Linked DNA regions of Sus scrofa: regions 1 and 2 are each linked to region 3. Evidence: chromatin contacts called from public HiChIP or PLAC-seq data. All regions are on one chromosome and are shown on one strand. Each heading gives the region's core, a stretch centred on a gene start, on an enhancer-like site or on the middle of the called end of the contact. The rest is flanking DNA. Distances are from core to core; before and after follow the strand shown. Region 1 has its middle 240 kb from the start of KLF6. Region 2 has its middle 82 kb from the start of KLF6. Region 3 has its middle 260 kb from the start of AKR1E2.

What was found. HiChIP or PLAC-seq counts read pairs in DNA pulled down with a chosen protein or histone mark.
Region 1: an H3K27ac HiChIP or PLAC-seq map of skeletal muscle shows a contact between it and region 3, with 4 times the contacts expected there. The contact joins two enhancer-like sites. A contact is called at or near these places in 2 of 47 Hi-C or Micro-C datasets (embryonic fibroblasts and fetal heart ventricle) and 1 of 2 datasets of contacts at active chromatin or transcription factors (skeletal muscle).
Region 2: an H3K27ac HiChIP or PLAC-seq map of skeletal muscle shows a contact between it and region 3, with 2.6 times the contacts expected there. The contact joins two enhancer-like sites. A contact is called at or near these places in 2 of 47 Hi-C or Micro-C datasets (fibroblasts and retroperitoneal adipose tissue) and 2 of 2 datasets of contacts at active chromatin or transcription factors (alveolar macrophages and skeletal muscle).

What each region holds. Positions count from the first base shown.
Region 1 is chr10:66,241,786-66,245,488 of Sscrofa11.1, reverse strand. No RefSeq gene overlaps it. Among named protein-coding and RNA genes, the nearest start is that of KLF6, 240 kb to the left of the region's middle. Within about 2 kb of position 1,943, at least 10 of the 83 cell types and tissues checked have an H3K27ac peak or open chromatin away from gene starts, as enhancers often do. A contact at or near this core is called in skeletal muscle, where this site is marked.
Region 2 is chr10:66,404,796-66,408,584 of Sscrofa11.1, reverse strand. No RefSeq gene overlaps it. Among named protein-coding and RNA genes, the nearest start is that of KLF6, 82 kb to the left of the region's middle. Within about 2 kb of position 2,149, at least 28 of the 83 cell types and tissues checked have an H3K27ac peak or open chromatin away from gene starts, as enhancers often do. A contact at or near this core is called in retroperitoneal adipose tissue and skeletal muscle, where this site is marked.
Region 3 is chr10:65,955,732-65,959,504 of Sscrofa11.1, reverse strand. No RefSeq gene overlaps it. Among named protein-coding and RNA genes, the nearest start is that of AKR1E2, 260 kb to the right of the region's middle. Within about 2 kb of position 1,989, at least 32 of the 83 cell types and tissues checked have an H3K27ac peak or open chromatin away from gene starts, as enhancers often do. A contact at or near this core is called in retroperitoneal adipose tissue and skeletal muscle, where this site is marked.

The DNA of each region.
Region 1 (3,703 bases), core at 694-3,193, 290 kb before region 3:
AGACGTTGTTCCTTCACCTGGGAAAGGCTAGGGCTTTGAATGTGTGACTGGGACGTGATGCAGGACGCAGTATCCACGGCTTACGACTGCGTGCGAGACGTCGTGGGTAGCTTCTGCGCGGTGGCAGCTTCACGCATCGAGGGCACAGCTGGGAACCTGTGGTCCACAACTGTTCTCACCATTTCCTGGGTCCCCGGGGTGGAGAAACACCTGCCAGCGGGACCCCAAAGGAGGCTGGCCCTAAGAGACGTGGTCTCCTTTTTCTTTAAAATTCCATATTCTGGGAGTTCCTGTTGTGGCGCAGTGGTTAACGAATCCGACTAGGAACCATGAGGTTGCGGGTTCAGTCCCTGCCCTTGCTCAGTGGGTTAAGGATCCGGCGTTGCCGCGAGCTGTGGTGTAGGTTGCAGACGCGGCTCGGATCCCACGTTGCTGTGGCTCTGGTGTAGGCCGGTGGCTGCAGCTCTGATTCAACCCCTAGCCTGGGAACCTCCATATGCCGCGGGAGCGGCCCAAGAAATAGCAAAAAGACAAAAATAAATAAATAAATAAATAAATAAAATTCCATATTGTGGCAGAGTTACCCTGCTCTGTCTGCGGGCAGAGGAGACGTCGTGCCAGAAGAACAAGTGCAGATTTTCATGTACTTCTTCAATGTACAGTATCTATGGTGAGAGAGACAAGAGCACCCCGTTGGCGTATGGCCCCGAGAAGCATCGCGTGGCGCGAGCTCTGGTTAGCACAGCTAGGAAAACACGTGCAGGACCTGAGTCTCCTCTGGCAGGAAATCTCTTTTCTCTTTGGAGACTTGAAAGAATATCGTTCATGATGGATCTTTGTTCACTTTTATCAATTATTCAGTTGTTAACAAGAGTTAACGTGACTGGCTAAGGCAGGCAATTTCAAGCGCATCGGGGGTGACATAACTTACTCATTAAGAGCACTGGCTTTGAAAATTTCGACACCATTTCTCTCTCTCACTGATGAGGCATGCGTCCTGGAAGACGTCCTTGAAACGCTCTGGCATTCATTTTCCTCATCTGAAAAATGGGACAATAACTGCCCCTGCCTTAGAAGATTGTCGTGAAGAGGGCCCAGAGAAGGGGTTTGCTGAACCAATTGTTTACTGGTCTCCCACATGCTTAGAACAGGATGCAGGTGTGTTTCTTTTCAAACGTAATCAAGAGCTGTTTCCCTTCCTTTCTCTCTTTTTCCAGAACATAAATCTGCTGGGAAGCATGTCTGTCATTGTTCCCAGTGAGAGGATGGGGGGCTGTGGCCAGGGAAGGAGCAGGCAGCTGGGGTGCCCACCTGATGCTGCCATCCCCTGATTCACACATCCTGGTGCATCCTGGGTCCCCGCTGTGAGGCTTATCACTCACCCTAGAATCTGTTATCGCCTTTGACTCAACGAGAGGCTTGGCTAAGCTGGGATTTTGGCATAAAACTGTTCCTAACTTCCATCAGATTTAGGTTATGGGTGAACACATTGAAAGGAGAGCTGATTTTGTCCTCTCGCTCCTGGCTGCATCAACACGTAAGTATTCTGTTTCCACATTGTTACAATGACAAGATTTTTTAAAATTCACCCACAGAGGGAACATAATTTTCGCTGGAGTGATTTTCATATTCATAGATACTGGATAGGGTCTTTACATTAGTGTTGATATGCTCGGGACACACTGATGAGCATAGCTGTGGAAAAGCAGAAATTTTAAAGACATTGACCAAAAAATCGTGTATTTCTTGGACAGAGTGCACAGTGAATCATCCTCACATATCATTCCTTTCCTCTAAGCTAAAATCATGTGGTTAGGATTTTCCAGCGGATTCAATTATAACCTAGTTTTGGACAATAAAATGCAACAAGATGCCAGGCAAGGCAGGAGATGTAAGATGCTGACGTGCACCCTCTCTGCATTTCCCTGGTTGTCTGGGGCGTCGTCTACCTCTCCGCGCTGTCTCGGTCGGTTTGGGCTGGTTCAACAGATCACCGCAGATGGGGGCTCAAACGATAGGAGCTTATTTCCCACAGCGCAGAGGCTGGACGCCTGCAGACCCAGTGTCTGAGGGGAACCTGCACCTCCTTGTGTCTGCAGGCGGCCGGGGGAGGAGCGAGGTCTCCCTGGTCTGGTGTCTCTTCTGCGAGGGCGTGGGTCCCACTGTGAGGGCCCCACCCTCTCCACCCCATCACCTCCCAGGCCCCCGCTTCCCACCACTACACTGGGTGCCAAGAAGTCAACATCTGGATTTGGGGGGACACAGACATTCAGTCCACAGCAGCTCCTGACACTTTTCATGCACATTTTCAGAAATGTATCATGCGTACCTTTGTCTCTGAGTACAAACTCAGCATCATTCATTCATATAATATACTATTTTATGTACTAATTATTCCATGTGTGGCTACCGATCTGGAGCGACTCCCTCCAAACTTATCATCAGACGCGTCTGGACAAAATTCCACTACCCCAGTGTGCTTGTCTCATGGCAATGAGTCTAAAGGCTTCTGAAATTTTAACTCCAAAATTGGAAATTTTTAAACATAATTTACTTCGTATGAAGAGTTTCTCATTTATATCTAACTATATTGAACAAAGATATATTCCGTACAAGTACTCTTCCTGTTGGGCTTTTTTCTTTGTCAAGGGGCTTGCCCTAGGCATGTGGAACTTCCCGGGCCAGGGACTGAACCCCAGCCACAGCAGTGACAATGCTGGGCTGCAGCCTTAACTGCTAGGTCACCAGGGAATTCTTCTGGCTGACCTTTTTAACTTCAAGACTCAACATATAAAATCAATATAATTTTTAAAAATATGCTAATAATTTTCTCTAAATGGGGTTTGAACAGATTTTAAGCTTTTTTTTTTTTTGGTCTCTTTAGGGCTGCACCCATGGCATATGGAGGTTCCCAGGCTAGGGGTCTAATCAGAGCTACAGCTGCCAGCCTACACCACAGCCACAGCAACACCAGATCTGAGCCATGTTTGCCACCTACACCACAGCTCACGGCAACACCAGATCCTTAACCCACTGAGCGAGTTGAGGGATCGAACCCGCAACTTCATGCTTCCCAGTCGGATTCATTTCCGCTGCACCACAATGGGAACTCCAGATTTTAAGCTTTTTGATGACCTGATTATTATTTAAAAGCCAGGATTAGATGTTGTTGTTGTCATCTGCACAACATGTTTGCAATTATTTTTTTTCTCTATTTGACTTTGATTGGTTAAAATCCATCACCTTTCCTTCCAAGGGCCCTCCTAATGTGATTACTTAATTCTCAAATGACTTTTCTAGTTTGCTGCTTCGAATCTGTGTTAAGTAAAATCTAGATAACAGACGACAGTATCTACTTTATATTGTCTTGAAAATTATATATAAAATTTGCACATAATGCCATGAGAAGATTCTGTTTAATTACTTCTTGGTCTCCAACAATGTTAGTTGCTACCAATTAAAGGCATTAATTACCTTTTAAAGCCAATAGGTTGACTCTTCTTTTGTATCTGTTGTGTTATAATCACAAAGGCAAGAGGAAAACCTATTGCTAAGTGAAAAAGTAACATATTTCTAGTGGAAATGGAGTGCTGAAGGTGGGCGGTAGATCTCTGCGTGATTTTCTCTGGAATTTTTTCAGAAGTAGAGAAAGGAGAAATCACTGACTAAAAAGTAGGAATTAATTTTCCTTAGTTTATTCGCT
Region 2 (3,789 bases), core at 900-3,399, 450 kb before region 3:
AACCACAGGTCACCGTAACAAATATCATAGCACTAAGAATAATAAAGATTGAACTGTTGTGAGGCCTGCCCACGTCTGACAGAGACATGACGGGAGCCAATGCCATCGCAAAAATGACACCTGGAGACTTGCTCTTCCCTTCGGTCCGTAAAACACGTGTGTCCACAAAGCCCCACAAAGCGAAAGCCAATAAAATGAGGTGACATGAAGTCACTCTTAAACTCCGGTGCATGACCAGTGATAACGTCGCTTCCAAGGCTGCTTGGAGCAGAGACCGGGATGACACGGGCCTAGGAACTGAGCCGTGACAGTGACCAAGGCAAACGGAGCTTTAGGGAGAAGACACAGCCTCCTCGAAGACAACAGTCTTGCAAGCTTGAAGGAGAGGCTGGAGAAGCCCCAGCGGGAAGAGAGCAGGTGGAAGGCACGGGGAAGGGGGGAAAGGCGGCAAAGACACCGTCCTCCCCGCTGGACATTTAGGCTACAGACCGAGGAGCTAGGCTAACGAGGTGTAAGTACAGCCCCGCAAAGTTGCAGTGGAGAGTTAATGAGTCAAAAGAAAAGTCGCAAGGAAACCCCAGCCCCTGGTGGTTGGTCTTCACCGCTCACAACGTGTCACATGTGGCCTTAGGCTTTCACGGGAAGTACCTAGAGTCCCCTCGACCGAGAAGCACGATGTTGAGAGTTTCGCGTGGAGGACCAAAAAGCCTTAAAGAGAAGGACTTCGGACCGTCTGGCTCAACGACAAGTGAACACGGTCGGATTTACCAGGTTATCTTGAGTAAAGGCTCTTTGCAGTCGAGTTACCTGAATTAGACAAGTCTTTTCGCTTTTTAAGCTTTAGTAAACACTTCCTCCCACACAGACTCAGAGCCACACTGGCCTCTGATTCTCTGAAAGGGAAACGCCCTGCTCTGAGGTTGGGTCCTGCTGCCCTGATCAGCTTTACGTCTCACTTGCTGGAAGGTCTCTGCGTGGGGCCAGCCGGGCCGATGATGGGGAGTCGGGATAACTCGCCCCCACAGGGGTGGAACGCAGCTCAGAGTCCATCCTTACTCCCGGACTCTTGCCATCTTCACCTCCTGCGTCCACCCTGTACCCACACGGCTGGAAAACAAGGTCTACACGGCTTGTCACTTGCTTTCTGCCCCTTCCCTAGAGCCCACCTGCCCACCCTGCCTGTGTCAGGGCAAGCACCCGCTAGCGTCACGTGTCCCCACAGGACAAATCCTTCTGGGTGCCCCGTTTGGGCCGGTCACCCTCCTCAGCAAGAGCAGAGACTGACATTAGGCTTCCTTTCTGGCATTAAGTTTTCTTTGTAAGCTGGAAGTGCGAGCACTGCTTTACTGGTGCCCAGAGAGAAGGGCGAGTCGGAGAACCTGGTGCTTCTGGGTTTACCTGGGAGCCCACCCCCGCCCAGGGAGTCCATCCTAGAGGTGGAGGCTCCACTGTTTTCAGTCTTTTAAACATCAACTCTTTTTTTTTTTTTTTTTTTTTAAATTGTCTTGGTGTGTACTTAACCACTTAACCTATAGAGGGGTGTTAGTTTCAGGTGTGCAGCGAAGTACATCAGGTTTCCATATACAAATATTCACCCTTTTCAGATTCTTTTCCCGTTGGGTTATCGCACGGCTCTGAGGAGGCTGCTCTACAGCCCGTCCCTGTCACTCATCTATTTACACACAGTAACGTGTGTCTGTCGTCCCAACCTCCTAACGGATCCCTCGCTGACACTTCCCCTTCGGGAACCTTAAGTTTGTTTTTGAAATCTTTGAGTCTCAAATATCAAGTCTCAGGAAATGTCTTCTGAGGCTTTTTTTTTTTTTTCCTGAAATGCTTGCTGATTTTTCTCTCTTTCATATCTCCCCATAACTCAGTACTGGTATTTTTCGAAATTGATAGTTTCTCTCCCTTTGAAGAAATTTCAATGAGCTGAGATTCCTTTTTCTTATTGATCAGGAAGATGCTGCCTCAAGCTGCTTTCCTCTGGAGACGGAGGGGTCACTTTTGTGACGGTTTTGAAAGCAGGAAAATTCCGGAGACCTGGCAAAAAGATCCGACCTCAAGGTCTGCCCGCTTAGAGGGCGTTCTTTAGCGATGAGGTAATGTTTGGTGAGCTTCTAGGTGGGACTGAACTTGGTGACCCGACCTCGCTTGCTGGGGGGTGTTTCACCAGAGTCCACGTCAGCCACGAGGACCCCTGACGACAAGGACGGAGATACTGGTCTGACCTGAAAGGAGGCGTTTTCTAACTGTCCCCAGGCCTTCTCTCCACACTCAAGCTGCAGAGGCTTTTCCCTCGCCCTCCCTCTGGCTTTTCCTATTACGAATCGAAGGCAGGAAGGGAAAGATGGCTCAGGTCCTTTCTTTCAAACCCCTACTTTCAGATTGGCAGCCAGCAGCAGAGATAAATGAGTCACTTATTACCGACGTCACAGGGAACTCCAGGCCACAGATACTGTGCAGGGTTTGAAACAGGAGACAGAGAGCATGTGATTAAAGCTGCTCGCTCCATTTAATGACAAGACCCACAACAGACAAGGAATCAGGAGGCACGACAGACGCTCCTCCTTGAGCCACAGAACGAGGGGATAAGGGGACTGGGCTTCAGGAGTTAATGGGCAATGATCCACGGGGTGGGGCGGGGGGGGGTCTCCCTCTGCTTGTCAGTACATTCCATGAAGCCTTACTGCACCCTGGGGGCAGAGCCACCCAGACCGTGAAACACCTTCTGTTGCAGGCTGAGTGGCCTCATTTCCAGACCCTTACCACACATGCTCAAAGCGGTTTGCTGGGTTGCCCACTTTATTTAAGCCATCATCTCACATTTCTAGACATTCCCGGAGACGCCTGTGAATTCAAGGTAGGCGAGGAACGTGGTAAATTAGAACAAGTCCACCTTTCCCTCGAAGGAGAATTTCCTGGCAAAATTGAGCCTTGGGGTCAGTTATAGTCAGGGCATTCCCAAGGCTGGATGACCTCCCAGCCTAAGTCTGCCCCCGGACACAAACCGGTCTCCCCAGACTCCCCTGCCCTGCTCCTTTTTGCTCCTGAGGCTGCTAATCATTTATTAGTCAAATATGCTTGGTAAGGAGTTCCTGCTGTGGCGCAGCAGATGAAGAATCTGACTGCAGCAGTGCAGGTCACTGCTGAGGTATGGGTTTGATCCTTGGCCCTGTGCAGTGAGTTTAAGGATCCAGCGTTTCTGCAGCTTTGGCTTAGGTTGTGGCTGTGGCTCAGATTCAATCCCTGGCCTTCCCTATGCTGTGGGCGTGGCTGAGAAAAAAATGCGTGAAGAATAACCATTGGCTATAGTCACCAAGGAGGTCAAATCACCATCCTTGACCTCAGGACCAGTCGTCGAGGACCTGATAAAGTTATCGGCTACTTCTACCCAGTCAGAGGGCTTGAGGGTGGGTGCCAGGGGGCTCCCTGCGGGCAAGGTCACAACCCACCAGCTTTGCAGCCTCTGTGCTTAGTCTCGCACCTGGCACATTGACCTCTGTGGATACACGTGACTTCAGTAAGGAGCGAATTGGAGCAACACGATAGGGAGCTATTTTCTGGGGCGCTTATCTCCGGGCATGGTGACCCTGACAGGCGACCAAAGGTACGGAGATCTGCTTAATGCACACTCTGACGGTGACAGCCGAACGGCATGGCAGGCAGCAATTTTTTACCAAGGGACAAGGGGGTGGGGTCTAGGAAAAGGGGGGTGGAAAAAAAAATTATAGAGATGGAATTGTTCCTTAAAATTATATCTTCACGTTTATTTTTGCAGGTGTCATT
Region 3 (3,773 bases), core at 740-3,239:
CGTGGGATTCGAGCCACATCTGTGACCTACACCACAGCTCATGGCAATACCAGAGCCTTAACCCACTGAGCTAGGCCAGGGATCGAACCCGTGTCTTCATGGATGCTAGTCAGGTTCGTTAACCACTGAGCCCCAAGGGGAACTCCAGATGGGGATAATTTTAAAACAAGGTTGTCAATAGTCAAATTAGTCAAGGCCATGAGTGCATTTCAAGACAATTCCAGATAGCTGAGTAGGTTCCAGATCAGCAGGAAAACGAAATAAAAAGAAGTATATGGAAAAAGACGGATTGGGGAGTGAGCTGGGACAAGCCCCAGAGGTCGCTGGCTGTGCACTGCGCTTTCTGTGGTCAGAGGCAGGAGGAGCTGGAGGATGGCCCAGCTGACCTCCGACCCGTGGGCGGTGAGAGCGCCTTGCAGCCTTTTAACCGGCTCAGGACCCAGCCCAGGCTCCTAAAAGAATCCACCTGGAGAACGTGGGCAGGTTGTACGGCGTCTCTGCCTCTAACGTGGCAACAGTAAGAGTGCTGACCTCCCAGTGTTGTTTTGTGAATGTCAAGTCATGCTCAAAAGTCACAGTGTGGGATGCATGATGCGTGTGAAATAAACATTAACTCTTGCAAAGTCTTCTGAAGGTCCCCTTCTCCTGTTCCAGGCTGGCTTGCTCCGAGCTGCTCAGAGACAGGCCAGAAGCAATGCACCATCAGGCAAAGCCTCCTGGTCAAAACAGGACCGGCTTTCCTATAAAGCGGCTTTACATTGTCAAAGCAGCCCTGAAAACACCAAGACTCAGCTTCCACCGAATGCATTCAGAGAGTTCTCCGTGTATCCCCCAAGACTGCTGACTTAGTCACCAGCCAAGAAAGGTGAAGGGCTAAGTGCAAGGGCCATTCTTCCTTCTCCAAGCGAAAGCCAAGCTCCGACAGCTAGAGAGAGGCCTCACAGCTTTCGAAAATAATGAAGATCAGAAGCCTCCAGTTTCTTTGTCTTTCTAATGACTCTGCTTTAAAAATAAATCTGTTCCTTGTCTCTCTGACTTTCCATAGGCTTTCTGAGCTTACTTGAAACAAACAGATTTTGACTCTGTTGGGAAATGATCGTTCTCTACACCCGGACACAACAGGCAATCCCTAGAGATGGCAGATCTGCTGTCACTTTGTCCGGTCATCTGAAAATAGGCTTTCTCGGGGAGGAGGCCTGACATGGAAGCCGAGGGCAAAGGATGTGCTCCGGAGAGAGTGTGAACTGGCTTTTGTTCCCTCCTTGGTGACACCCGACCCTGGCCTTGGAAGGTGGACCTTCCAGGGCTGTGCGGTAAAGCCATCTTCTGCAGGCGTCTGTGACTCCTGCCCATCTTGAATTCCTCCATCTGAATGAAAGAAATGACTGCCCCACGTCTCTCAGGGGTGAGGGGCATGTCATCTTTTGATGCCCATATTTCAGTTCACGGAAGCCCTGCCACCTGCAGGGAGAAAACAGCCCACGAAACCCTCACTGGAGCCTCAGCGCCGCCATGCCCTGTCTCCCTGGTAAAATAAGCAAATCCTTATCAGTCAGCATCTGTTTCCCGTGCCCCCACCCCAGCGTCTGTTTACCAGATTTTTTTCATTGAGAGACTTCCCCGCGGCGTATAATTCACTTCGTTTTTGCTCATTCATAAGATTTTTTTTTTTTTTTTTTTTTTTATCTCCCAGCTGCAACTATTTTGGGCACATTTCTGAGGACTTATTGAATGTGACTCATCGGAGTGAAGTGGGACTACCGAACAAAGCGGAGGCCGTCTGAGCGCTTTTGAAATACAGTAAATTTACACAATACGTATTTGTTGGTGTAAAGTACATGATTCGAGCGCTTGTCCATAGAGTCTTCTCCCCGTCTATTCAAAAATGAAGTGGATTGCTTTTTTAATATGCAAATTCTGGAAAAGGCTACTTAGCCTTCTCTCTTTCCTCCAGAAGTTGCCAGGGGGAGGAAAACAACGGAGACAAAGTAAACTCATCGCTTTCATTCGACACAAAATCAAATCGCTATTGCCAGGCGTTCCCATGGCAACTGCCTTCCTAAGCAAACTTCTCTGCAAAATATACAGCTGTTATTTTATCTCGTTGCTAAGTTCCCTCGACAAAACCACACCATAATAACCGCTCACATATATGTGGTTAAAGGGGATAAAACTCCCACGGGCCTCACAGAGCTTATCTTTTAAATGATAACTTAGGAATTTGACCCTCCATCCTCAGCACCATATGGGGTTTTCCTTTTTCTTTTTTTTTTTTTTGAGTCCTTTGCCTTGAAACTCTGCCATATTAGGAAAAATCCAGGCGAGTCTTTCATCTATATCATTGTTAGTTGTGTGAATAGAATTTTTTCCTTTGGTTTGTTTTTTTTATTGTCGAACAGTGAAAGATTAGGTTCCATTTTCCCATTTTCATTAAATGAGATGATAAAATGATGTATTCTAATATTTCATATCTGCAGAGTTAATAGTTTCTCTATTACTGTTTGTTCTCTTTTTTAAAGCGTAACCATGACTGGACTAGTCTTTGGGTACCAATTATTCTGCCTCTCTCTGGAGAGGAACCAGTGAGAAAATTGAAGTCATTTTATCAAACTGCCAAGAGAGGAGAGAGAGTACCCATTACATGGCTATCCATAACATATTTTAGCACCAGAGCAAAGCTGTAAATAAGCCAGAAGAAAATAGGCCCAAGCCCTAGAGGAAAGTCAGATTCCCATGAAATATTCAGTGAGGCTCTCTCTCACCAGTGCGGGCCCCAGGAGGGCCAGGGAGGAATATTATGGATCTCGTGTCTCAGGGGAGGAGCAGGTCGATGAAAGGGACATGCCCACACCGTGAAGCTTGGGGCAGTGTCACAGCTAGGCTGCTGCCTCTCTCCATTGCTTTCTTTTAAAGTAATGTGTTTTCTTCACCTTAATTCCGCTGCATTTGGCAAGAAAACTGGTTTGTTGATGACCCTTAAGACTATGCCATAAGAGTTCCCACTGCGGCTCAGCACGTTAAGAGCCCGACTAGTATCCATGAGGCTGTGGCTTCGATCCCTGGGTTAAGGATCCAGCATTGCCATGAGCTGTGGTGTAGGTGGCAGACGAGGCTCGGATCCCGAGTCGCTATGGCTGTGGTGTAGGCCGGCGGCTGTAGCTCTGATTTGACTCCTAGCTTGAGAACTTCCATGTGCTGCAGGTGCGGCCCTGTAAAGCAAAACTAAAATAAAATCAGATTATGCCATAGCTTTCAGAAAGATTCATTTTTGGCAGTGTCGGCGTGTGATATTTTATTTGCAAATGAGAGCCAAAAATAGCTTATCCCCACAGTTTTTTTCACAGCGGTAAAACACAAGGAAAATCCTGGTTGTAATTCCTTATCCAGGTCAAGGGGTGTGCCTGGAAATCACCGCTTCCACCTGGCATTTTCCCTCCAGAGTCTACCTCTGGATTTGCGAGGCGCCCCTGTGCCTCGACTCAAAGGGACCCTATGACTCCATCCTCCTGGAAATCACACACACACACGTTAGCTTTGTCATTGTCCCCTGTGCATGAAAGTGACATCATAGTTTACACGGAGGACACACCTACCTTCAAATTTACATGTGCTTCAGTGTTTTTTTCAGTGTCTTATTTATATACTATACAATATATACAATATGTGTTATATATTTGCATAATGTGTAGTGTAGTATATTATACATATATTAGTATGTACCATGTATATCAGAACAACACACCGTGAATACTGTAATCTTCCCTCAGGCACAT